2 separate regions of the Hordeum vulgare genome follow, and region 1 is linked to region 2. A link is a contact called in public Hi-C data. All regions are on one chromosome and are shown on one strand. The core of a region is the stretch at or near the end of the contact, and the rest is flanking DNA. Distances in the headings are between cores, read along the strand shown. Region 1 holds the start of LOC123446229. Region 2 holds the start of LOC123448082 (pathogenesis-related genes transcriptional activator PTI6-like).

Region 1 (5,610 bases), core at 165-2,664, 320 kb after region 2:
CACGACCACATGCCTCTGCCAGATCTGCGTGCCTGCCTGCCCGCTCGACACCTCGGCGGATGTAGACAATCAGCCCTCTGGTGAGGTGGAGCGGTGACTTGGTAGGCTGGGATCTTGCCGGGCGCTGCGAGTGGATGTCTGCATAGGTTGTTGGGAGTCTTGCCGGGCCGCCTCGCTCTTGGTCTTGGTTTGCCCCGGGGATTGGAGTGAGCCTGGCAAGAAGTTGCCGGCATGTGGCCGCGGATGCATGTGCCTAAGTCATGGGGACTAAGGACCCCATTTCTCAGGACACCGACAATATCCCCCAAGCCTTGACCATACACACGTGTGTGGAGCGTTGTCGGGCAAGGCCCAAAACAATGCATGGGCATGCGCGGCCGCACTTCCCTATAATGATGGTTTTGTTGACTGCTCAAACGACGCGCATTTACCGCATGTCATGGGAGTGGTGAGATGGTTTCCTCAAGGGGCCGTGCTTCAGAAATCATATCGTGCGCTTCTCGGGGAGGTGACCCTTGCGTCCTCCGCGTGTGTATAAACAACTTTTTTGCAGAGGACTTGTTCCCTCCCCCAGTCGCGTCCATGCTGCTATGTTGCTTCCCGCCTCTCTTTGAGCCTTCACAACGCACAGCCGGAGAACCCCCAAGCCTCCTCCCTTCTCCTTCTTCCTCGTCCTAGCCGCCGCCTATTTCACGGGACTGCCATGGTGTCGATGCGCTTGACCCCTTCCACCGCGATTGGTGTGGCAAAGAAGCCCAAGAAGGCGACCGAAGCAGAGGTGAAGGAGGATGTGGCAAGGAGGAGGAGGAAATCTACTGTCTTCTACCCCTGCTCTCTTCTGCAGCACGACCTTTTCTCGAAGTATGTTCCAATGTAGGGGAGGGAGACGAAGGCGCACCCGGCTCCGGTGGTGCTTCCGGGGGATGTCGAAGACAGTCGTGAGAAGTACCCGTTTTTCGTGACGTACTTCTACTACGGATCGGCCCATCCTTTTTCGGCCTTCTTCTTGGATCTGATGGAGACCTATGGGTTCCACCTACTCGATTTCACGCTGAACACGGCGACCACCATGTTCGTTTTCGCGCATTTGTGGAAAAACTTTATTGGGGTGGACCCCAATGTCTCCCTCTTCCGCCACTTCTTCTTTCCTCTCATAGAGGGCAAGGACGCCATCTCCGACAGCGTTACTTGGATTCCTTGCCTCGCTGCAAGGAAGAGTATCGCCTAGGCCTCCTACACCATAGGTGGGAGGAGTGGCGAGGGGACTGGTGTTACATCGTTGACAATATGCACCTATCCTTCTACAAGGCTCAAACGCTTGAGCCCGTCCGCAGGAGCGACTAGAGCGCCCTCGCCAAGGATGACGCGAAGCTGGAGATAGCGATTATCCGCTTGCTTTGGCTCAAAGCCGCGGGGCTCGCCATATAAATTGTGGGCTCAGACTTACTCGCCAGGCACATCGCCCCCAGGATCGGAAGCGCTTCGCCTGGGAGTACAGCGGGCCCGCAAACATCATGCAGATCCACCCCGGGCTCGACGGCGATCTGACCTTCTTGGATCTCACCAACTTCTGCTGCCAGCTCTTCTTCCCGGAGGAAAAGTTCATCCTCTCGTCGACTATCGTCCCACTCCACAACAACTGTTGCCGTGACGCGATAGTGGTGATGATGCCATGGGGTGGACCCCACGTGGAAGCCCCCAGCAAAGGAGGAGGTACAGGAGTTGTTTAATACTCTAGAGGAGGTGCACATCAGGGACGAGGGGCATATGGTTCGTCCCACCACGCCAGCGGAGGTCGCGTACATTGGTCGACGGGTCACGGAGGCGGGCTTGGATGCCGGCACCAACAGCTCGAAAGTTCCCACGCCCGAAGAGGGCAAATGTGAGGATGTCGATGTCGAGCCGCCGACCCAAGATACTCCGGAGTGGCCTACTTCCATCGAGGTCGCCGGTGATGTGGGTGCCGATGCTGGCGGGGAACCAGAGCCGAGGGAGCCCCCGGCGCGGGCCGCCCCAAAAAGGGCGCGCGCGCTCCTCAAGGCAGCCACGGGGGAGCTAGTCTGTCGATCCTCTTCCCCGGAGGTCGAAGGCAAGGAGGAAGAGGAGGACCCCACCGCGAGCGTTGCCCGCCCGCGGCAGACACGACAGTCTTGCGCCCAACATGCATCAAGCCCTGCCCCCGGCAGGAGGATCAGTGTTGCTTACCCCGCCACTAGCCCCCGCCCAGCAGCAAGGGGCGGGTGGGACATGTGTGCCTTCAGCTCGGGGGGAGGAAGATGACAAGTAAGTGTCGATTCCACGTGGTCTTGTTTATGATTCTTGTTTGCTCCTTGTTGAGCCTTGTTCCGTACTGTGGTTGAAGAGTCGAGGAGACCTTGGCGTAGAGGATGGCCAGGATGGCGGGCCGGACGTCCGGTGCCGGAGGCATGGCAAGCACCCCACAGGAGCGGGTTCCTTCGCGTGAGAGGGAGATCGTGGACCTCGACTCCCGCCCAGCCCCCGGCAAGAAGCTCCTCCCTAGCACACAACAGAGGACGAGGGCGACACCACCGGCGCCTCCACCTTGACCCTTGTGTAGGCAGGATAGGAACACGTGGAGGCGGCACGGGAGGGCTCGACCTATGAGGGGAGTCCTCGCATGGCGGTCCTTGTCGTGGAGACTGCCCCGGTTGATGAAACGCTAGCGGGGAAGACCCTCGACGAGCAGGCATCAACGAAGGTCACCGCCGGAGAGAGCGAGGCGCCTCCCCGGCGGGAGTCCACTGGTAAGTTCTCCTACCACCAGAATGTTGGTCTTCGTCCCTGCGCCTTTGTTTCCTTCTTCATTTTGTCTTCTTGAACTTCTTCTCAGTTCCATTATTCTTGCTATTGTCTTAAGGTCCGGCGGTGCCAAAGGACCTCGGCATCGATTGCAACATCGAGGTGATCACCAAGGAGGTGGCCGAGGAGGCCAACCGCGTCGCGCCGGAGGAGGAGCATGCACATCTGCCCCCGGGACACCGGCAAGCAGGTCCTCTTGGGGTCGGCCCTGGATATGGTGACGGGCATCGGAGGTGTCCCTGTCGCCGGGGTGCCACAAGAGAACATGTCCTTTCTGCTCCACGCCGCTCGCACGAGCGCTGCTAGCTCATCGTCGATGGTGGAGCTTCCCTTGAGCCGATACCTACGGGTGGGCGACTTGGAATTCATCAATTTCCCCGGCGACGATGTCTTCAAGGTCTTCTCTGAGCGGGCTGTCATAGATGAGGCAATCACCACTCCAGGAGGGTAAGTGACTCTTGACCCGCTCGATGTGAACAATGAGGGAAAAAGAGCATGGCATCTTGGCGTCCTTGGGCAAGGACTTCCGGCAACTGCAGGCACACTACATGTAACAGCCCAAGTGCCCCCTTTCCTTATTTCTAATAGATTCCACGTTGAACATTCAATGGATGCCATCATGTGGTTTGAGTAATAACTTGTTTTCCTTCATGTCATTTCATCATGGCATAATATCCTCATTTCATTTTTGCATCATGCTTGTGAAATGTTATGTGAGTGGATGTGTGTGAGATGTGCTTGCATGTGAGTGGATGTGTGTGAGATGTGCTTGCATGTGAGTGTGTGTGTGTGTGGGGATCCACTCCAAAAATCCTTTTTGCAAGCTTGTCAAAAACCCCTCTTAATTCCAATAGTAGATATGTCTTGTTTGTTACTTGCTCTAATCATTTATTAAAAATGTTCCATAGTTGTCAAATATTCTGTAGGTGTTTGTTAAAGTAACCTTTGTCTATGTGTTGTGTTTTTGTTTTGTGCCTTTTGCTAAAACAGATTCCAATATTCAATGTGTGAATTATTATTTTTTCTCTACAAATACCCAAAACATTTTAAATAAACAGAGCTCATTTTTCGGAGTGCCGAACCACTTTTTCTTTTCTCAAACATGCTCTTCACATTCCGTGGCTAATTAATACTCCCTCCGTTCCTAAATATAAGTCTTTGTAGAGATTTCACTAGTGGACTAAATACGGATGTATATAGACATACTTTAGAGTATAGATTCAATCATTTTGCTTTGTATGTAGACCCTTAGTGAAATTGCTTAAAGTACTTATATTTAGAAACGGAGGGAGTATTTGCTTGCTGTTTTAAAAAAAATAGAGAACTCTTTTATTCCCCGTCGAGCGTAGCCGGCCCTTTCCCAAAACCGCAGCCCACCTCGGGGTTCCCTCCGTTGCGGCCCACCTAACGGCGCATAGCAACATCAGCCCACCTAGCCCAGCGCGCGTGCCGTGCTTCTAGCTAGCATGGACCGCTGCATGGTCCACCTGCAGCCTCTCAGCCCCGCGTCATCATTAACCTCCTTTCCACCCCCCCCCCCCCCTCGTAGTGGAGGCCGAGCGGGGGCCGCACCATGGCCATGGGCGCAAGGTCATAGGCCTCCTCCAGCCTATTTAATCGCGTCAATCCCTTGGGTTCCTGTCCCCTTTACCCTCTCCTCCTCCTCCGTCGCCGTCGCGTAGGTTAGTCACCGTAGCGTCGCTGCCAGGGCCAGAGAAGGAGCTCGCTCCTCTCCGGCGTGATCATCGCCGCCGCAGCCTCCCCTCTCGGCTAGAGCGAGGGGCTCATCGTCCTCATCCCCGACGTCCTCGATTGCATCGCGGGAACGAAGGAGCCGCGTCGAGCCTCTACTTCCCCATCATTTCCGAGCTCGCCATCGACTCGCAACCGACGTCGTGCTCGCCGCCATCTCCGTCATAGCTAGGTGAGAAACCACGACCCTGTTCCCTCTCGTGAGGCCATTCCAATGCGTAGCACGCCTCCTCGTAGCGTAGCGCCATTGCTGGTTGTCGTGCCCGTGCGATTCGCCGGCGCCATCGCAGTTCGTTCCACCTCCGTGCATCGCAGGTACGGCTGAGGTCCAAAATGGATCCCCACTGTATTCCGCGTACCCATAGCCACGCGTGCGCCCTGATGGTCGTTGGAGACCTTGCCGGCGCCATTGCTTGCCTCTCTGCCGCGAGCAGAGGAAAGGTAGAGCATTTCCGTACGATAAGTGGAGTGGCGCTCCTCTTCTAGCAGATCCCAGGCCGTACCACACGCGTAGATTAAAATCTCCCTATTTTACTTGTTGTGTGATAGGCTGTGGTAGTGGGCCTCGGCCCACTTGTCATCCTCTTCGGGCCTCATGTCTATGCCAGTGGGACCCCTCCTTCTATGTATTTTTGTGTGTTTTATTTCATTTAGATTCCTTTCCTTTTGGCGAAATGTCCAAATCTGGACATGGTCATATTTGGCAACTACCAATTTGGGCAAGTATTGACTTATAACTCATATGTGGATTTTGTTATCTATTTTGTGGTGATTTTTCTCTAAGTAACATAAGAGTGTGGCATATGATTTGGGGTAGAAAAATACTACGAATTGAGTGGTGCCATTAGTTTTACCATTGGAGCAACTTTGTGAAAATGACATTTTATGATAAGATGCCATTTTATTATTTTTGCATGATTTAATCCTTGCACTATTTGGTAATCTTGTCAACATGAATGTGGTAGAGTTTTAAGGGTACTAGACCCTGGTATTTTTCTTTGCCATGATAAGATTGTGGATTTTTGGGCTTCTTGTTGT
Region 2 (5,240 bases), core at 2,083-4,582:
ATTAATTTCCGAGTTGCACATGCGGTGCACACAAAATCTGATGATTTTGGGAAATCTTTAGTTGGAAGGCTGTGACCAATAGAATTGTCAATAATTTTTCTCATCATCCCTATGCCAGGATGACCTAGGCGATCATGCCAAGTCTTGAATTTATCAAGATATTGAAAAATTATTTTGTACGCAACATGTGGTACGGGTTTTATATAACTGTATTATAATCCAGATGAAAGTGAGGGGGAATTTTTCAAGAATTTGTTTCTCAGACCCATTGCTTTTTGTTAAAAGCAAATATTCAGAATTATTTTCAGAAATTGTTTCCAGATGGAAATTATTTGATCTGAGGTGTTTGAAACTTAGAAGGGTGCGTGTAGATTCAGGATACAAGAGTGCATCCTCAATTACAATCGTAGTACCCATAGGTAGAACAAGTGTGGCTCGTCCTGAACCAATAATTGATGCATCGCGACCGGTGATTGTCATAATATTCCCTTTTCTCTTAGTTAGAGTTTGGAAATATTTTATTTCCCTTAAAATTGTGTTAGTGGTACAACTGTCCATCAAACATAATTCTTCTTCCATTGGATTATTTTCCCGTAAAATCTTTTCTTGTCCTTTCCCTGATGGCTCTGTCTTCTCTCGGCAGAGACAGTGCTGATAACGTGTAAAAAGTGATAGCGAAAGTGTTTGTGCGAAAAACTAATCTTTCATTGATTGATGGCAATATTTATACAAGGATTGGGACGCAAACCAAAAGGCGTCTGTACAAAAAGGTGACTGTACGGACGGACGCGTCCGTACGGCGTTTATACTAATAACTGTTAATTACGTCCTAATGACGGTTTACTAATCACCGCCCAGTTTTGTCGGTTCATAACAATTTTATCATAATAGTAGCAATATGAGATTTGATTGTGCTGTTTTTTTTAACTTTCTCTGAACCAGTTTTTTACACAGTAAGGTGACTGGTTGAAGTTGTTCTAAGGGTTTTCCTTTTCTTTTCAAAATCGTAATCGCGCGGTTCTAATTCCGCACGCTCTGCCCGTGGCGTACTGCCATAGTGGGACTCTAGGAGCATGTAGCCTGCGGAGTTATTAGCATGTTGCATTATTTTCTCTTTCAAGCAAAGAGCAGGATCAATGAGCAACACGTCAGTACTTGACCGCACATTGTTTGGTAAGTAGCTGGGCCTGCTGGACCCGTGCTACGGCACCGCCACTGGAACGTGGGCCCGCTCTTCGGATCTTCTCATTCTCGGATTCTCCGTCTCCTTAGAATTTTGAATTCGCTATTACTGTCGGAGAGAATACGGACGTGAGATCCATGCACAGGAAAGACTCGGTCGTGTGCAGTAGCACACATGCTGGACATATATGCAGCGACGAGCCGACAAAGACAACCTTACTAGGATGCCAGGGAAGGAAAATCACAAGATTTCTCCAATCTTAGTCACCTTTGGAGATTTCTGGACCATCGTCCAATCATTATCATCGCTTTTAGTCCAGGCAATGACATAGTAGGAGCATATAGATTAATCCCCCAAAATATACTCTTAACAACGCTCTACAGAAAAGAAATACATATCCAGACTGAATTCTTGTTTTGCACAATACAATACAGTAGCAACAAGTATACGTGATGAACATGTTGCACCCCAGATTTCTTTTTGAATTACCACACCCAAATCACAACTTACTGTCCAGATTCTAACACAGGGGAAAACGGGATCACGTGCATAGCAATCACTAGTTCCCACAACGTAAAACCCAAGCAAAGCTCGAGACTGCTACTTCGTTCTCTCCAGCTCTTGTCCCCTCACGGGCAGCTTTTATCTCGGCAAGCTCAAATCCAGCCCCGACACGCTCGCACACAAGACAACACCTCTTCACTCCGAATTACAAAAACGCCCCTAAGCTAAACGCCTAGGCCTCAGAGGAAAAAGACAACATTTCGGTCTTTTTTCCTCCTGCCGCCACGATTTATTCCTCTCTCGAAATAAAACGCCAAGCAAAAGTTTCGGATAAATATTTGCGCACGCCTCTCAAAATTTGCAGACTCCCGAGAAATAAAATAAAATTATGTTTAAAACTGTTCTCTTTCAAAAAGTTGCGGTGGAGTTGCCATCGCCGCTCCGGTCCGGTCAGGCCGACAGGGGCTCCGGCGCGAAGAGGTCGTCGAGGTCCGCGAGCTCCACGAAGTCCGCCGAGGGGTCCCACCTGCTGCTGCACGTCGCGGGGAGGCAGAACTGCATCAGGTTGTTCAGGGAGGTCTCCTCGTCGACGAATCCCATGCCGAACGCTGCCGTCACCTCCTCGTCCGCGTTCACCAAGGACCAGCTGGTGGTCGCCGCCGACTGAGAGGCCGCCGTGGTGGAGGGCGACGGGGGAGAGGCCGCCGTGGTGGAGGGCGACGTAGGAGAGGCCGCCGTGGTGGAGGGCACCGGGGGAGAGGCCGCCGTGGCGAAGAGCGACGGAGGAGAGACCGCCGTGGTGGAGGGCAACGGGGGAGAGGCCGCGGATGTCGACGGCGACGGAACGGACGCCGTTACGGTGGAGAGGGGCGGCGAGGGGGAGCGGGCGATGGCGTTGCTGACTGCCCCCGGGCCACGGAGGCGGACCACCGCGGAGTCATAGACGGACTTGGCCTCCTCGGCGGTGTCGAAGGTGCCAAGCCAGACGCGCCGCCCCTGCTTCGGGTCGCGGATCTCCGACGCCCACTTGCCCCACGGGCGCCGCCTCACGCCGCGAAATCGCCGGGCCGCCGTAGTCCCCGGGTACCAGTCATCCTCGCCGCCCGCCACCAACGTACGCGTCTTGCCGGCCGCGGCCGCCCTCAACCTCTTCTGGCGCGTCCAGTGGGAGGAGCTGCTCACCGCACCCGCCGCGGCGGATGGAAGATGGAACGAAGCGGGCGGCAGGCCGATCTCCCGGACGCACCGCCGCGCCCCGCGTCGCTGAAGCTGGCTCGTCTCCTCGTCGGAGTCGTCGGTGGCATCGGCGTCCAGGAAGTGCACGCGGAGGACGCGGCCGGCGGCGGCGGCGCCGCCGTGGCCTCCAGGGAGCCGCCAGCAACCGTCCATCACCGGCGACAGTTGACAGCAGCAAGCCCCGATTTCATCAGCTGGCGACGGATTGGCGGAGTTCTCCTGCTGGGTGTGGTGGTTTTGGGAGGGTTTTAGAGAGAGAAAGGATTGGATGGGGTTCCGCGCTTCTCTCTCTATCTCCACCTGTAAACAGAGAGGGGGTGTGCCGGAGTGGGAAATGGGAATGGGCGAAGTGTAAAAGAGCGTGCAAGAGGGAGGCGTGAAGCGCGCGGTGGCAGGGGGTATTTATGCAAATTTGCCATCTCCGGGAACTCTGCTGCCCACGGACCTGTGGGGTCCGGGACTATCTGGGACCCGTGTGTCAGTTAAGACAACGATGGTGCCCCCGGTGCAAAGCTGCTTCCGGCTTGGCGGGCGAGCCGCGCTGCGGCGGCTGCTGCTGCTCTGCTGTCCAGCTGGCTCCGGACCCACGCGTCAGTGGAGCGTGTTGGTCACTTCACGTGAGCGGTAAATATCTACAACCACTTCGCGGAATTCAAAGTACCCCACCACGCTGACGTGCGGGGCCACGGGATAAAGTTTCGTTGCCGCCAGGTCGGGCGCAGCGGGGGCGGATGATGGGTAGGTAGCGGGGCGGTGATAAATAGTTTCTGACATGCCGGAGAGCAAGTGGGGTGGCGTGGAGCTGGGGCGCCCGTCGGATGTGTCGTGGCGATGTGGCCCGTCCGTACGGCAGGCCGACACAGCAGCACCAGGGGCACTGAGCGTATTTTACCGCGTGTGCCCAGGGGTAAACTGGTCATGTTTTCAAGGGTGGTGTGGTCGCCTCGGCCTCTCTCCCGAACTCCGCAGTCGACACGCGAGCGCCTGGGATGTGTGGGCTCGACGCATCGGAACGGCGAGGATGAGCGCGCGGCGTGTCGTGCGTGAACGCATGGGCACGTGGTGTATTCCTCTGTTTTCTTGGCTCACCTAACAGCGAGACGGGGACACCACGGGCACGACCCGCCCAAGGGTATTTCCCGACTCATGAGTGCAGTTCGGCTCGCAGTACTCTAACCATCTCCTGCGTTTCTCGTCTTCAGGACACCGATCGTCTCTTCAACTAATCACGGGCAGATCAGACCACATCCAACTGCGCAATCCATTTCATCTGTGCAGACAAACACGACCCAACGCATCGACTCAACGAACACGCATTAATTTTTTGTCCGTTTGTGATTTATTTCACGCTTAAATTTAGGTCGATGCGGACACGAAATGGACACACACCTCATCCGCGTGCTCCTTTCCCTGACCCGCCCATCGACGGCACAGTCTCGTCCTTTTATCTTCTTCCCTCATCCGTCGCCGGAAATGCACAGAACCTAGACCGGCGCTCATTTTTGGTGCCACCTTGCTCTCCGGCCCCCTCCCTTCTCCACCCAACAGCACATCCACCGGTAGCGCCTCCTTCTTGCCGGTGTGAAAGGCCGATGTGGCGGCGACGAGATTTGGCGCATCTTATCGACGGGATTTGGCGAACCCGGTTGGCGACGGACCGCGCTTGCCATGGACTAGCCGAGTACTAGTCCACCCAGTCTGGGCAATGCCTCGGTGCCGCATGCAAGCGCTCAATCCGCCTCTAGCCACTCGAATGTCTACTGTCGTCTGTCCGCGCGCGAAGCCACTGTCAACGCTCAATCCTACTTGCTACCTCTTGAGCTTGCGTTGGCTTTCCTTTGAAAAGGAAAGGGTGATGCAGCAAAATAGATAAGTATTTCCCTCGGTTTATTTAGAACCAAGGTATCAATCCAGTAGGAGGAACAAGCAAGGCTCCAATAGTAGTACCTACATAAAAAATAAAACACTTGCACCCAATGCTACAAAGGGGTTATGAGTCCCTTCAGAGTTATTTTCAAGGATGAGATCTGATAGAGATATATATATAATATTGATAGATCTGAAAGTAAAATTAAAGTAAATAAATTGCAGCAAAGTATTTTTTGATATTTTTGGTTTATAGATCTGAAAATATATTATGGAAAATAGACCCGGGGGCCATAAGTTTCACTAGAGGCTTCTCTCATAAAGGAAAATAATACGTTGGGTTAACAAATAACTGTCGAGCAATTGATAGAAAAACGAATAGTTATGAAGATATCGAAGGCAATGATTATGCATATAGGCATCACGTCTGTATCAAGTAGACCGAAACGAT

Evidence for each region. A called contact is a pair of places that touch in the nucleus more often than the background predicts.
Region 1: a Hi-C map of seedling shows a contact between it and region 2, with 3 times the contacts expected there. The contact joins the promoter of LOC123446229 here to the promoter of LOC123448082 in region 2. A contact is called at or near these places in 2 of 6 Hi-C or Micro-C datasets (leaf and seedling) and 1 of 1 datasets of contacts at active chromatin or transcription factors (embryo).

What each region holds. Positions count from the first base shown.
Region 1 is chr4H:117,628,892-117,634,501 of MorexV3_pseudomolecules_assembly, forward strand. It overlaps LOC123446229, which reads left to right and starts at 1,415. Exons shown (of 3, transcript XM_045122905.1): 1 at 1,415-2,283; 2 at 2,363-2,765; 3 at 2,879-3,505. The coding sequence starts at 2,639. The coding sequence ends at 3,126.
Region 2 is chr4H:117,307,606-117,312,845 of MorexV3_pseudomolecules_assembly, forward strand. It overlaps LOC123448082 (pathogenesis-related genes transcriptional activator PTI6-like), which reads right to left and starts at 3,333. Exons shown (of 1, transcript XM_045124852.1): 1 at 1,634-3,333. The coding sequence starts at 3,076. The coding sequence ends at 2,138.